3 separate regions of the Mus musculus genome follow, and all the other regions are linked to region 3. The links are chromatin contacts, called in public HiChIP or PLAC-seq maps. All regions are on one chromosome and are shown on one strand. The core of a region is the stretch at or near the end of the contact, and the rest is flanking DNA. Distances in the headings are between cores, read along the strand shown. Region 1 overlaps Hnf1aos1 (a long non-coding RNA gene). Region 2 overlaps Gm13822 (predicted gene 13822). Region 3 holds the start of Mlec (malectin).

The links. HiChIP or PLAC-seq counts read pairs in DNA pulled down with a chosen protein or histone mark.
Region 1: an H3K27ac HiChIP or PLAC-seq map of trophoblast stem cells shows a contact between it and region 3, with 19 read pairs. The contact joins the enhancer-like site here to the promoter of Mlec in region 3. A contact is called at or near these places in 4 of 39 promoter capture datasets (the 3T3-L1 cell line, cranial neural crest, hippocampal neurons and 1 more), 5 of 484 Hi-C or Micro-C datasets (cortical neurons, embryonic stem cells, inguinal white adipose tissue and 2 more), 20 of 115 datasets of contacts at active chromatin or transcription factors (T-cell acute lymphoblastic leukemia, bone marrow-derived macrophages, craniofacial prominence and 11 more) and 4 of 9 other capture datasets (adipose tissue, embryonic stem cells, liver and 1 more).
Region 2: a contact with region 3 is called in an H3K27ac HiChIP or PLAC-seq map of large pre-B cells, with 2.9 times the contacts expected there. The contact joins the enhancer-like site here to the promoter of Mlec in region 3. A contact is called at or near these places in 14 of 39 promoter capture datasets (the 3T3-L1 cell line, 3T3-L1-derived adipocytes, the C10 cell line and 9 more), 5 of 115 datasets of contacts at active chromatin or transcription factors (embryonic stem cells, large pre-B cells, memory CD8 T cells and 2 more) and 3 of 9 other capture datasets (adipose tissue, liver and pancreatic islet).

What each region holds. Positions count from the first base shown.
Region 1 is chr5:114,994,548-114,999,157 of GRCm38.p6, forward strand. It overlaps Hnf1aos1 (a long non-coding RNA gene), which reads left to right. Exons shown (of 6, transcript XR_878697.3): 6 at 3,218-3,379. Among named protein-coding and RNA genes, the nearest start is that of Sppl3, 15 kb to the right of the region's middle. Within about 2 kb of position 2,969, at least 20 of the 459 cell types and tissues checked have an H3K27ac peak or open chromatin away from gene starts, as enhancers often do. A contact at or near this core is called in trophoblast stem cells, where this site is marked.
Region 2 is chr5:114,914,890-114,919,329 of GRCm38.p6, forward strand. It overlaps Gm13822 (predicted gene 13822), which reads right to left. Exons shown (of 2, transcript NR_166682.1): 2 at 2,429-2,700. Among named protein-coding and RNA genes, the nearest start is that of Gm13822, 5.2 kb to the right of the region's middle. Within about 2 kb of position 2,047, at least 44 of the 459 cell types and tissues checked have an H3K27ac peak or open chromatin away from gene starts, as enhancers often do. A contact at or near this core is called in the HPC-7 cell line, adipose tissue, hematopoietic stem and progenitor cells and 1 more, where this site is marked.
Region 3 is chr5:115,156,847-115,161,482 of GRCm38.p6, forward strand. Mlec (malectin) reads right to left here and starts at 1,330. Exons shown (of 5, transcript NM_175403.3): 1 at 957-1,330. The coding sequence starts at 1,188. It overlaps Gm35465 (a long non-coding RNA gene), which reads left to right and starts at 2,653. Exons shown (of 2, transcript XR_387598.3): 1 at 2,653-4,007.

The DNA of each region.
Region 1 (4,610 bases), core at 1,719-4,218, 160 kb before region 3:
GAAGATCCTGTAAGTCAGAAGTAAGTCCCAGGCATACAGAACAGCACAGCGTAGCCATCCCTGATTTAAACACACTCTGAATGGAGTGTTTACATTAACCTACAGTTGGGCAAAGCCATCGTCTATACAAAGCATGTCACAGAATGTCTTTGGTTACTTGTCTATTGCTGTGATGAAACCCCATGTCATTGTCTTCAGACACACCAGAAGAGGGCATCAGATCCCATTACAGATGGTTGTGAGCCACCATGTGATTGCTGGGAATCGAACTCAGGACCTCTGGAAGAGCAGTCAGTGCTCTTAACCACTGAGCCATCTCACCAGCCCAGAGTCGTTTGGTTGGTTGGTTTTGTATGGGAGTTGGTTTTGTTTGAGACAAGGTTTCCCTGTATATCCCTAGCTGTCCTGGAACTCACTCTGTAAACCAAAGAGGTCTGAAAGTCCACCTGCCTCTGTCTCCCAAGTGCTGGGATTAAAGGAGTGTGTCACCATTGCCCACCTAATTTGGTGTTTTTAAAAGTCATTTTGACACACAGGGACTTCAGGTGTAGTCTTACAGCACTTGGGAGACAGAGACAAGCAGATCTCTCTCTTGCTCTGTCTCTCCATCTCTCTCTCTCTCTCTCTCTCTCTCTCTCTGCAATACAGGTCAGCCAGTAGTACAGAGCCACACTGGGTTAGAGAGATGGCTCCGTTTTTTAAGAGCACGCACTTGCAGAGGACTTGCGTTCCATCAGGTGGCTCACAGCTGCCTGTAACTCCAGCTGTGGGGCCCCCTGGTGCCCTTTTATGGTCTCCTTAGGTACCTGCACACATGTGCACAAGTCCACGTACACATAAATAAATAGCAAATCTAAGAAAAAGCTTAAAGTTGTTATTAAAATGTCTGTGGCAGAGTTGGGGAGATGCAACATGGTACAAAGTAATTAAAAAAAAAAAGTTGCTTTTGAGAGGACCCATGTTCGATTCTCAGCACAGCCGTGGTACACACACATACATGCAGGTCAAACAGTCACACGTAGAATAAAGTCAATCTAATTTTTAAAAAGGCTCTATAGTGGGTGTGGCAGTGACTGCCTGTAGTCAGAAATCAAGGGCCGGAGGCAGGGAAATTGCTTTAAATTCAAAGCCAGTCTAGTCTACAAAGTGAATTCCAGGCCCTGTGGGCCTACCTAGCAAGACTCTTTCAAAAAAACAACAACAATGAAAACAACAGATGGCCATTTTATTATATAATAGCTGACACGTATCATATAATGATATGTCTGTTCCAAAGCCCAGGTGGGGACTAAGACAAATCACATCCATGCTCTCACTGAGTACTTTATACAGGAAAAAAAAAAGCCTGGTATTTTTCTTTTTTTTCTTTTTTTTTTTTTTTTTTTGGTTTTTCGAGACAGGGTTTCTCTGTATAGCCCTGGCTGTCACTCTGTAGACCAGGCTGGCCTCGAACTCAGAAATCCGCCTGCCTCTGCCTCCCGAATGCTGGGATTAAAGGCGTGCGCCACCACGCCTGGCAAAGTTTTTTTTTTTTTTTTTTTTTTTTTTTCCTTTTTCCGGAGCTGAGGACCGAAAAAGCCTTGGGCTTGCTAGGCAAGCGCTCTACCACTGAGCTAAATCCCCAACCCCAAGCCTGGTATTTTTCATCCATCAGATGGTAACTAGTGTTCCGGGAAAAAAAGATGTATAGTTAAGTCATAAAGGGAAGGAGGTGACAGAAACAACTTGAATGACACATGTGACAGGGCTTTAACCAAAGGGGGAGAAACCATGAGGCAAACCCAAGTCCACAGTTTCGGGAACGGTTGTTTTTTTTTGTTTTTTTTTTTGGTGTTTCGAGACAGGGTTTCTCTGTGCAGTCCTGGCTGTCCTGGAGCTCACTCTGTAGACCAGGCTGGCCTTGAACTCAGAAATCCACCTGCCTCTGCCTCCCAAGTGCTGGGATTAAAGGTGTGCGCCACCACTGCCGGGCTGCGGTTGGTTTTTTAGCTCTGAGCAGGAGACTGGGGCCGGGGTGGGGGTAGCTCGGCCGGTAAAAGGCTTGCGGTGGAAGTGGGAGGGCCTGAGTTCCGACCCTCAGCACCCACCGGAAACCAAAAGTTGTTTGTAGAAGCGCACACCCGTGACCTAGTGCTGGGAGGTGGAGGCAGGAGGATACCCGTGCTCCATCCCGCTGAATTCAAGAGGTCCAGGCTCCGTGAGAGACCCTGTGCTGGGGTGACAAGCACGTGATCACGCCAGGCTTTAACTTGGGACCTGGAGATTTGCACTTAGGTCTTGTTGCTTGTTCTTAGCCACTGAGCTGTCTTCCTAACGCTTATACGCTTAGTAGGGGTTTGTTTAGTTTTGATTTTTTGTTTTTTCTTTCTTTTGGGGGGGGGGGGTTTGTTTGTTTGTTTTTCGAGACAGGGTTTCTCTGTGTAGCTCTGGCTGTCCTGGAACACTCATCTCATAGACCAGGCTGATGACCTGTAACTCATAGAGATTTGCCTGCTTCTGCCTCCCGGTACTGGGATTAAAGGCAAGCATCATTATATCATTATACCCGGCTCACTCCCAGCGTGTGTGTGTGTGTGTGTGTGTGTGTGTGTGTGTGTGTGTATATATATATATATATATATATATATATATATATATATATGCAGTTGTATCTTGATTCCATGAGGCTTGCATGGTCTCAGGGAGGGGTTGGAGTATACAGATGCAGGAAGGTGAACAGAGGAGTCCTCCGACTATGAGACTATGAGGAAGTCATCATTTTTACTGGGTGAGGGGTGGGGTAGAGTGTGTGTGTGTGTGTGTGTGTCGGGGGTCTGCCCATGTTTCTGCTCTCCCTGAGCTCTTTAAGCCTTACAAGCTCATTGGGTCCCCCAGGGTGAGCTTTGGCTTGTGGTTGGGACCTCAGGGACAGCGGTTGTTTATGACATCCTAGGGAAGGAATTCTTGAAACAGGAAGAGCCATGTTTTGAATCTGAGTTATCAGATCTTGCCCTATCTTGTAGAACAAAGCAATCAGACGGGTCTTCCCATAGTCTGGCTGCCCAGGAAAGCAGTTGTAGAGTCCCAGCCCCGGTAGTGGTGGGTAAAAAGACTTAGCTCTGGCTCTAGCCACTGGGCTCTGAGGGGTGGGGTGGGGAGCGGGGAGTGCAAATTTACTGATCCTAGCCACGCCCCTGAGATCCCAGTTATTCCCCCTAACCAATTCCTTTCTGCCTAGGTTCCCTAAAATCAGACTCTGTCATCGGCAAGTGGAGACTGTAACAGACTGGGACCCTCACATGCCGATAAGCAGTCAAGAATATTTTCTGGGAGCTGGAGAGATGGGCTCAGCAGTTAAGAACACTGACTGCTCTTCCGGAGGTCCTGTGTTCAAATCCCAGCAACCACAGGGTAACTCACAACCATCTGTAATGAGATCTGATGCCCTCTTCGGGTGTGTCTGAAGACAGCTACAGTGTCCTTACATATAATAAATAAATAAATCTTTTTTTTAAAAGAATATTTTCTGAAGTATGATACACCTTTCCATCACCTGTGTCTTACTCTCTGCTCCTCCTCCTCCTGCCCCAGAAGGAGGGTCTGTTCAGAACCTACACAGAGTACAGCGATTTAAAAACAAAACAAAGCAAAAGAAGCAGAAAAATAGGTCAGGACTGGAGAGGTGGCTCAGGGGTCAACAGTGCTCACTGCTCTCTTAGAGGACAGGAGTTCAGTGGCCAGCCCCCATGTCAAGTGGATCACAGCTACCTATGTCTCCAGCTCCAGGGGACCTGATGCCCCATTCTGACCTTCACAGATATCTGTGCACACACACAAGCACGTGCACATGCGCACATATGCACACATCCATATACAATAATAAAAATAAATCAACGGGCCAACCCATTTTCTGGACCCCTCCCTTCTGCGGGAAATCTGTTACTTTTTAAAACCTCACTTGCCCGAGATAAAAGCAAAACAAACAGAAGTCCTGAGCTGAACCCTATGCAATTCCTAAGCAGAATTCTTTCAGAGTTCACCAGCATCTTTTGTCCTCTTTCCAACCCCCCCCCACCCCCCCCAGGGTTTCTCTGTGTAGCTCTGGCTGTCCTGGAACTCACTTTGAAGACCAGGTTGGCCTCGAACTCAGAAATCTACCTGCCTCTGCCTCCCGAGTGCTGGAATTAAAGGCGTGTGCCTCCACCGCTCCGCATATCCAGACTTATGATTTGTCTGGAAATCGCATATAAACGTTTCAGGTTTCCAAATTTCCACAGAAACAAAAATCTCGGGTCTGACTGCACTGAACACGGTCCCGTAGTACAGGACTCACCTGGAGCTGAGCAATCTCTCCACCCCTTGACTGATTTTTTTTTTTTTTTAATGCTTCAGTTGAGAAAAAAATGTGGCAAAGTTACACAAACTTTGCAGTTGTCTCCTTGCTGTGTGACCTCGGGTGGAATCTTTAACCTCTGTGCGCTTTGGTCTCCCTTAACTGTGAATGGATGGGGCAGTTCAGGGAAAAATAGTGCAAGCTTCCAACTCAGGAGATGGCTCGTTAGTCAAGGAAAAGGAGTTGAACTCCATCTCCAGGACACACATTAAAAAGGTGGATCCCAGCCCGGCGGTGG
Region 2 (4,440 bases), core at 797-3,296, 240 kb before region 3:
GAATACCAACACCTGTTGTACATCTGTTTAGAGATGGCAGCCATTACCGCCTCCTCATGATGCTGTGCTACAGGATGTCAGCTCTCCCTTCCCCGTCCCAGTGCTGCCTGCCACAGTCACCACCATCGTGTGAACGTGAGCTCTCCTCTCAGAACGAAGGCTTGAAGAGGTGACTCAGAGACTGAGAGCCTACACTGCTCTCGCAGGGAGCCCATGTTTGAGTCCTAGCACCCACACTTGGCAGTTCCCAGCTGCCTGCGACTCCAACTCCAGGGAACCCAACAGTAACCTTTTCTAGCTTCTGAGAATGCATACACACACACACACACACACACACACACACACACATACACACAGCACAAACGTACAAACACACACATAAACATATACATACATAGCACACACATATATATACACACAAACACACATAAACAGACACACACGGCATACACAAACACATAAACATACATGTACACACATACATATATAGAAACACACACGAACACATATATACACATACACGGTACACACCTACATACAAGCACAGCACATATATACCCATACATGGCACACAAAACATACACACAGGGCACACACACATACATACAAGCATAGCACATACATACACACACATACACACAGATGCGCACACACAAAAAAAACCTATATACATCACAGACAATTAAAAATAAAAATCAGGCCAGGCAGTGGTGGCACACGCCTTGAATCCCAGCACTTGGGAGGCAGAGGCAGGCAGATTTCTGAGTTCGAGGCCAGCCTGGTCTACAGAGTGAGTTCCAGGACAGCCAGGGCTACTCAGAGAAGCCCTGTCTCAAAAAACAAAAAAAGAACAAAAACAAACAAACAAAAATTCAGTGACTCTAACAGCAAGCAGTTGTCACTAATTGCTTTTCTTTCTGCTCTGAGTTCCCCTTCCCATGTCCTAGACCTGGCATGGATGGAACGTTAAAGAGCTGTGTCCTTGCCGACCTGGCTGATCTCCCTACATGTACTTCTGTGCTGGAGCCAAAGGACAAAAGCAGAGAAAAGATGAGACAGCAGTTTCTGTTTCTCGCCATCGCTTTTCTACCTCTCTCTCCTTCCTAGTAACGCAACTTTAAGGTAGACACATTGTGAAAGGCTAAAAACTACACTTCCCTGTCTCCCTTGCCCTGAGTGTGACCATGTGATTAAGTTCTGGCAGTGGAGATCATTTGCATCTTATGCATAAATTTGCATTGTCTTTATATTTGTTTGTTGTGCCCATAATTCCTAGAAGAGGAATCTCTCCTGTTTTGTTTGTTGAATTTGGTTCTTTTTTTAGCAGGGAGGGAGAGTGTGTTTTGTGTGTGTGTGTGTGTATGTATGATGTGCGTGTGTGCGTGTGTGTGTGTGATGTGTGTTTGTGTATGGTATATGTGTATGTATGATGGGTATGTGTATGAGGGTATGCATATGTGTGTATGTGTGAGGGTATGTATATGTGTGTGTGTGATGTGTATATGATGTATGTTTGTGTGTATGATGTGTGTGTGTTTGTGTATGGTGTGTGTATATGATGTGTATGTGTGCGAGGGTATGCATATATGTATGGTATGTGTGTGTGAGTGTGTGTGTGTGTGTGTGTGCATATGTGTTTGTGCACCTCTGGAACTCCATGACTTGAAGCGCCAGCCCTTACCTTTCCACTTTGTTTGGAAGACAGGATTCCTCACCACCACACAGGCCAGGCTGACTGGGCTGTGGGCCTCTGGAGAGTGTCCCATCTCCACGTCCCTCTGTGGGTGTGTCACACTCTGGGATTACAGAGCTTGTGCTACTACACTCCTCTTGAATGTGTTCTAGGGACCTGAACTCAGGGCACCGGGCAACACTTCCATCCACTGAACCATCCTCAGAGTCCCGCCTCCTGCTTCACCCACAAAACCTTCTGCAAACTTCTCTGGCATTAGAGTGGAGATCGGAGCTCGAATGAGCCTGGTGCCATGAAGGGAAGCCAGGGACTTTGATCTAGATTAAAGAAGGAAATGCTACAGTTTCAAGAAGGAAGCAGCTTGAACAATGAGCCCTCCATTTCCTCTGTACCCTGGGCTTACTTCCCTTTCTCCCCAGCCAGGGCCCCACCCCCTCAGGACACCTCCAGTTTGCTGATCACCTGTGCCCACTGTCCATTTGTTCCTTTAAGACTCTCTAGCGGTGGGGCTGGAGAGATGGCTCAGTGGTTAAGAGCACTGAGTTCAAATCCCAGCAACCACATGGTGGCTCACAACCATCTGTAATGGGATCTGATGCCCTCTTTTGCTGTGTCTGAAGGCAGCTACAGTGTACTCACATACATCAAATAAATAAAATCGTAAAAAAAAAAAAAAAAAAGAATTTCTATCAGCCAAAGTTCCCTAAAGGATCAGAACAACAAACAGACCACACAGATATTAAAGGAGGATTTATTAGATTGGCTTAGGGTGTGGTCCAGGTAGTTCAGCCATGGCTGCCTCACACTGGAGAGGCCAAGAATCTGAGTTTCCTCAGACTTCCACAAGTCCACCAAGTTCCGAGCATGCTCCACTTCTTCACTCTCAGGATCGCTGGAGCGTCGGAGAGAAGAGCCATCATTCAGGGTCCACTCCAATGCCAGCCTTGGGCCACAAAGCTGGCTCTCTCAGCTGCCTCTGTCTGTCAGCTGCTGGTCATCAGCCTATGCTAGAATCCCAAAGAAGTTAGCTCTAGGGCTGGAGAGATGGCTCAGCGGTTAAGAACATTGACTGCTCTTCTGAAGGTCCTGAGTTCAAGTCCCAGCAACCACATGGTGGCTTACAACCATCAATACAGCTACAGTTTACTCATATACATAAAATAAATAAATAAATCTTCTTTTAAAAACAAAAAAGGAAGAAGAAGAAGTTGGTTCTAATATCAGTGAAAAGTGCCACACCGACAGACTTCCTAGAGCAAGGGCAAGCGGGCAGAATGCAGATTTCTTCTCTCTGGGCTGATGCCAGAACAAGCCACTTATGTTTTGGGTGGGTCATCGTTCCTACTCAAATGACTTGATTTTAAAGAAAACTCTTTACAAGAATGCCCAATGGCTTGCCTTTTAGTCGACTCTAGAGCTAGCCACGTTGACAACCAAGCTTATCCATCTTAGGGTCCTCAGGGCTACAAGAGACAGAACCCTAAATGGATATAGTTTGAGCAAAACCAAGTTAAGACCAGGTGACGGCTCATATCTGTAACCCCAGAGCTCAGTAGTCTGAAGCAGGAGAATTACCGTGAGTTTCAGAATTGCCAGGGCTACATACATAGGTAGTTTGAGGCCAGCCTAGGCTAGAGAGTAAGACAACTTATCTTAAAAACAAAAACAAGGCAGGAGGGGGGTATGGGTGGTATGGGGTGGTGCTGAGCCAAGGTGGCACTCACCTTTGATCCCAGCACTCTGGAGGCAGAGGCAGGCAGATCTCTGGTTTCCAGGCCAGGCTGGTTCTGTGAATGAGTTCCAGGGCAGCCAGGGCTACACAGAGAAACCCTAGCTTGAAAAAACAAAGGGCTGGAGAAATGGCTCAGCGGTTAAGAGCACTAACTGTTCTTCCAGAGGTCCTGAGTTCAATTCCCAGCAACCACATAACCATCTGTAATGGGATCCAATGCCCTCTTCTGGCATGGCTGAAGACAGCGACAGTGTACTCATATAAATAAATAATTCTTAAGAAAAACCAAACATAAAGTAGTTAATCCTGGGCTGTTAGCCAGGATTCTCCAGAGAAACAGGACTAATGGAAAGGAGATGGGCAGGAAAGAGGACTGTTTTGAGAACTAGCTCATATGATCACATGATCATAGGATTATGTAGGCTGCATGCTAAAGACCCAGGGAAAGTATTAGTATGATTTAGTCAGGAGAACCCGAGGTGTAAGTACTGAGAGCTAAGGACTCAAAACTGTGGGGCAGAGTGGAAAATGACTGCGTCAGCACCAAAGGAGACAACATTCACCAGTAACTCTACTCCTTTCTTCTACCTGGGCTTCTGACAAGTCAATTAATTACACTCTCTGGCAAGGGACAATCTCTCTCAAAACCATCCTTTCAGACATTGGCAGAAATAACATTTAGGATTGAGGAGATGGCTTGATGGGTGAAGCACTTGCTGGGAAGGCCTGACAGCGAGAGTTTTGGTCCCCACAGTATGTGTAAAAGCTGGACACACTAGCAAGTGTCACCATCCCAGCGCTTCTGTGAGGAGGTGGCAGCTCCAAGCCAGTTAGCTCCACATACACAGAAGTGCACACAAAAGAGACACTGTCATGGGGTATCCACCAAAGAAGACTCCTTGGACACAGGTTTAAGCTAATAAAGTCCTTATTACTTGGCCAGAGTCCACACTGGGTATTCAGGACCCCAGTATAGCCCAGAGCCTTTTCAGGGTGAGTCTTAAGCACAAAAACT
Region 3 (4,636 bases), core at 80-2,579:
AAGAATGAATTGGGGGGGGGGGGGGTAAGGTAACCTATAACAGAAGTGCCTAGGGCAGAGACCCGAGTCCCAGCTAGTTAAGTTAAAAAAAAAAAAAAAAGTTTGTCTACTGTGTCTAGAGACTGCCCAGGAACCTGTATTTTTAACCATCTGTTCTCAAAAATTCTCATTTGGCCGTTGTGAACCTGTATTTTTAACCATCTGCCCTCAAAATTCTCATTTGGCCGTTGTGAACTGTGAAACTCTGTAAAACCCACTTTCCCCCTAAGCTGGGATCAAACGTCTTACGATCACCCGGGGGTCACACTCAAACCTTACACAGGTTGACCTCATAGGCAGGATGGGCTGCGATATACCGACACCCGTCGGGTGGCTTTGACTTTTAAGCATACAAATTCCAAAGGAGGGGAGGGGAGGGGTGCCACAGTCAAACTTTCCCGTACTATTCCCCCTTCGAAGACTCCCTGCCGTTCTGGCGAAGAATCAAGCCTCAGTCCCGGGCTTGGAAGGGGCACGGAAAACGGCGGGTGATCTGTAGGGTGGGCAAAGCATCTCCTGGAAACCGTCGCGATGGATGGCAGAGCAGCGGAGTCGATGACCTCCAACCTGCGAGGCCTCCAGGCGCCAGGCAAAAGGCCACCCTTGCCTTTTACATTCCCAGCTTGGGTGGGATGAGGGGCTGGGGCAAGGTAAAATGAGAAAGGGTCTAAATATAAACTTCTCGCCAACTCTATGCCTCGATGGCTCTTGGAAGCTTCCAGTCAGGGCTAGGCCCTGGGTCCTGGCCAGGTCCCTGGAGGGTGGGGGGTTGGGGGGCTGGGGGTAGGTTCACTGCAGAGAGAAACTTCGTTCCAAGGCTGTGGTCTCCCGGCTGGAGAGGAAGGGGTTCGAGGCCCGCAGCTGCGCCCTGCTCCCAGGCTGCGGACCCCCCCAGGCTCGGCCGGAGGGGCTCTCACCTCGGCCCACCCGGCCTTCCAGAGGGTCCTTGCGGAAGTGGATCCCGTGCACGTCCACATGCGCCTCGCCGCCTGCGTTCACTGCCCAGATGACGCTCTCCGGCAGTCCGGCCCCGGCGGCGCCGACCACGCCGAGCCCCGGACCCCGGAGCTTCGGTCCCAGCAGCAGCAGCAACAGAAGCAGCCGGAGAAGCGCCACAGCGGTTCCCTCGGCTCCCCGGGGCCTCAGCATGGCGGCCACCACGGCGGGGGCAGCCCCTGCCGACCCTCGTCCTCGGCCGGCCGCCCCCAACTCAGGAGAACAGCGCAGCGGACCGTTCTGCCTCGGCAACCCGGGACATGTCGCTCTCAGGGCCTCCTCCTCCTCCTCCTCCACCTCCTCGGCCTTGGGGCGCCGCCTCCCACCTCGGGAGCAACCTACCCCGACGCCCAGCCCTCAGCCCGGAGCGCCTCAGCCAATCAGAGGGAGGCCCTCATGAATTACCCACCACCCCGCCGAGAGCGGCCGCGCCATTGGCTGGTGCGTCCGGGGAGGGGAGTGGCCGCGCCTAGGCTCCGGCCCAACCACGGGGCACGAGAAGGAGCGCGCGCCCAGGGAGGGAGTTCGGTTGAAGCGGCGGTTCCATGCGGAAGTGGCGGGTGCAGCGCCCAGGCCGCCCCGGAATCCCACAGTCGACTGGGAAAGGTGGCCTGGGCCGGGGAAGGTTTAGAGAAGGGCGCACTGACACGTCGCCAACACTTCCGGTGCTCTAGAGCTGGGGACCGAGTCAGCTCAGAAGGGGGCGTTGCCGCCTTTTCCATCCCTCCTCCTTCAACTCAGAAAGCAAGAGCCCAGGCTCTTGCAAGCCGAGCGATGGTTTGTCCCCGGGTGGAGCATCGGGGCCCGTCTCTCCCTTGGATGCCATGTGAACAGGTGGCGGGACACGCGAGTCCCGCGAGGATACGGTCCCCACCGTCACCCCTTAGCAGGCGCTTGGTGTGTGGTAGCGTCCAGGAGGCCGTCCAATCAGAATGCTCCAACGCAGCGGAAACGCGTGGCTGTTAGGGGGAGGGGGCTCCAGGGTGCCTGCGTCTCCATGGCGACGGTCCCTGGCGGGCCTGGAAACCTAAGTGGAGCTAGGGGCTTCCTCCTCCTCCTCCTGCTGGGGACCACTGGCACGACCCGAGCTCCCTGCTTTGGCATTTCACACAGCGCTCTTCTGCGTTATTGTCCATGCCCTTGGGTATCTGCCTCAACTCCCATTTTTCCGACCCAGCCAAGCGGGGGAAGTGGAATCATTTGTTCCATAAGTACTTATCCTGTCCATACAGATAATGCGGACAAAACATGGAAAGCCCGGTTGAATTTGATTTTTGAGGTTCAGAAAAAGGAACATAAAACAACTCTGGGCGCGCTGACGCCAGGTGACGCGTGCCTGTATTCTCAGAGGTTAAAGCAGGATGATTACCGGGAGTTTTAAAAGGCCAGCTTGAGCTCCAAGAGTGCGATCCTGTCTCTATAACAATAAATAGGAGGCTGGAAAGATGGCTCGGTGTCTAGAGCGCTAGCTGCTTTGGCAGAGAACATGGGTTTTTTTACCCCCAGTCCCCTTAAGGCTGCTAAGGATGTGGGGGCCCAAAGGCCAGGAGGTCGTGGCACATGCCTTTAATCCCAGCACTTGGGAGGCAGAGGCAGGCGGATTTCTGAGTTCGAGGCCAGCCTGGTCTACAAAGTGAGTTCCAGAACAGCCAGGGCTATACAGAGAAAAACTAAAAAAAAAAGAAGGGGTCGCGGTTTTCTGACCTTCATTGTGTGTCCGTGACACGTAGACATACAGGTATTAAAGCCCCTGCTTGGGACTGCCAAGATCCAGGTCAAAGTTTTCTCTAAATCCGCAAAACTCTCTCAGGACAGGTGACCTTCATAGAGTGACAGGAGCTACAGTCTGGGGCTGAGCCCGAGATGGGCTCCGTTCCCCTCTCAGTGGCTTCCCAGTTCTATCATCCATTAGAGCTTTGAGCCTTTGCTGACCCAAACACCATCCATCTACTCAGAAAATTCTCTCCCTAGCCCTGCACCTCTCTCCTCTGGGAAACCAGGGTTGAGCTGAGCACGGTTCCTTCCTACCCTGGAGGTGCATTCCCAGACTTTGACTCTGTCTCTTGCTAAGTTGTCCAGACTGGCCTCAAATTTGTGATCCTCCTGCCTCAGCTTTCCGAGTAGCTAAAACAGCAGGCTGGTGCTACCTTGCCCAGCGAAAACAATATGCTTGTTATGGAAAAATGCAGGTAACACGGAAGAGAACTTGGAAAAAAAAAAAGAAGAAGAAGCCATCCAAAAGCCAAGCTTAGGACTGTAGCCAAGACAGGGCCCTGACAGCAGGTTCTCCACAGCCATCCGTTCCCACACACTTGAATCTCATATCCACCTCAGAAAGCTAAAAAACAGGAAATGTTCCCCCCGTTTTATGGATGAGAAACTTAAAAAGTTGAAGATGGTGAAGTAACCTGTATAGAACCACACAACAGTATTCAGCTTCCAGCCCACGTATGCTGTGAGGCTGGCTACCTGTGAGTGAGGCCATATTTGATGCAAATGAACGGTGTCTCTTATGTTACCCGGGTAAAGGAATTCACCTCTCTGTGCCTCAGTTTCCCCCTCTCTGATACAAAATATTTGTACATATGTCCTAAGACTGTGTGACATAAAAGAGATAAATTTTAAGGGAAGAGAATTTTTAAAAAAAGCTTTTGGAAAAGTCATTTCTTTGTAAGCAGAAGGTAGGGGGGAGGCACATAGGTACACGCCACAGCTTGGCTGTAGAGGTCAGAGGACAACACTAGTTAATGAGTTTCATCATCACCTTGGGTCGTCAGGCTCAGCAGCAAGCGCTTGTACACCCTAGGCTGTCTTACTGCCTCTTCTTTTTGTTTTAGTTTTAGATGAAGCCAGGCCAGATGAACTCAGGAAGTCTGTAGCTGAGGACGGCAGTCAGTCCCTGTGCCTGCTGGGCTACCGTGCCAGCCCAAGAGCATTCTGGGACTGCGGAGCACATGACTAAATGTCAATAAGTAAGTCTTAAGTGTTTGGGGGGTCACCGAGACTTGGATTCAAAGGCTGATTCTACTTTTTAGAGCTATGTGGAACTTGGGGAGCCCTTTCTCCCCTCGGAGCCCACAGCTTCCTCATCTGATAGATGTAATTAGAATACCCACATGTAGGACTCTCAGAATCCCTTAGCAGAGGGCCTGGCTCATAGATGGTGTTTAGTACACAGTAGCTATTAATCATACAAGAAGAAGTAATTATAACATGTCATGCTGGCAATCTAATAGTAGTGAACACCCCAGGCTAACGAGTTAGGGAAAAACCCTTCTACCCCAGGGAGGGAAAAGCCAACAGGAACCTGAGTTCAAAAGTGGAAAAGCAGAAAGCAGCTGTTCCTGAGTCCCCAGAGGCAACTTCACCTTGACCCACAAACCCGAAAAGAGGCGTGTCTTCCGGTCGAGATAAGAATCCCAAGAACAAAGCATGCTATTAATTAAGCACAGTCTATTTTAAGTTAGTGGCATAATTTCCCGCCGAAGGAATAAGGAATGGCTCACAATAAAAGCTCAAGAAGGAAAACACAGAAGGCTGGGGGGGGGGGCGGCTTTGCCTCCTGCCTGGAGCCCTCTGATGCAGAGGTGGGTGGTCTGCT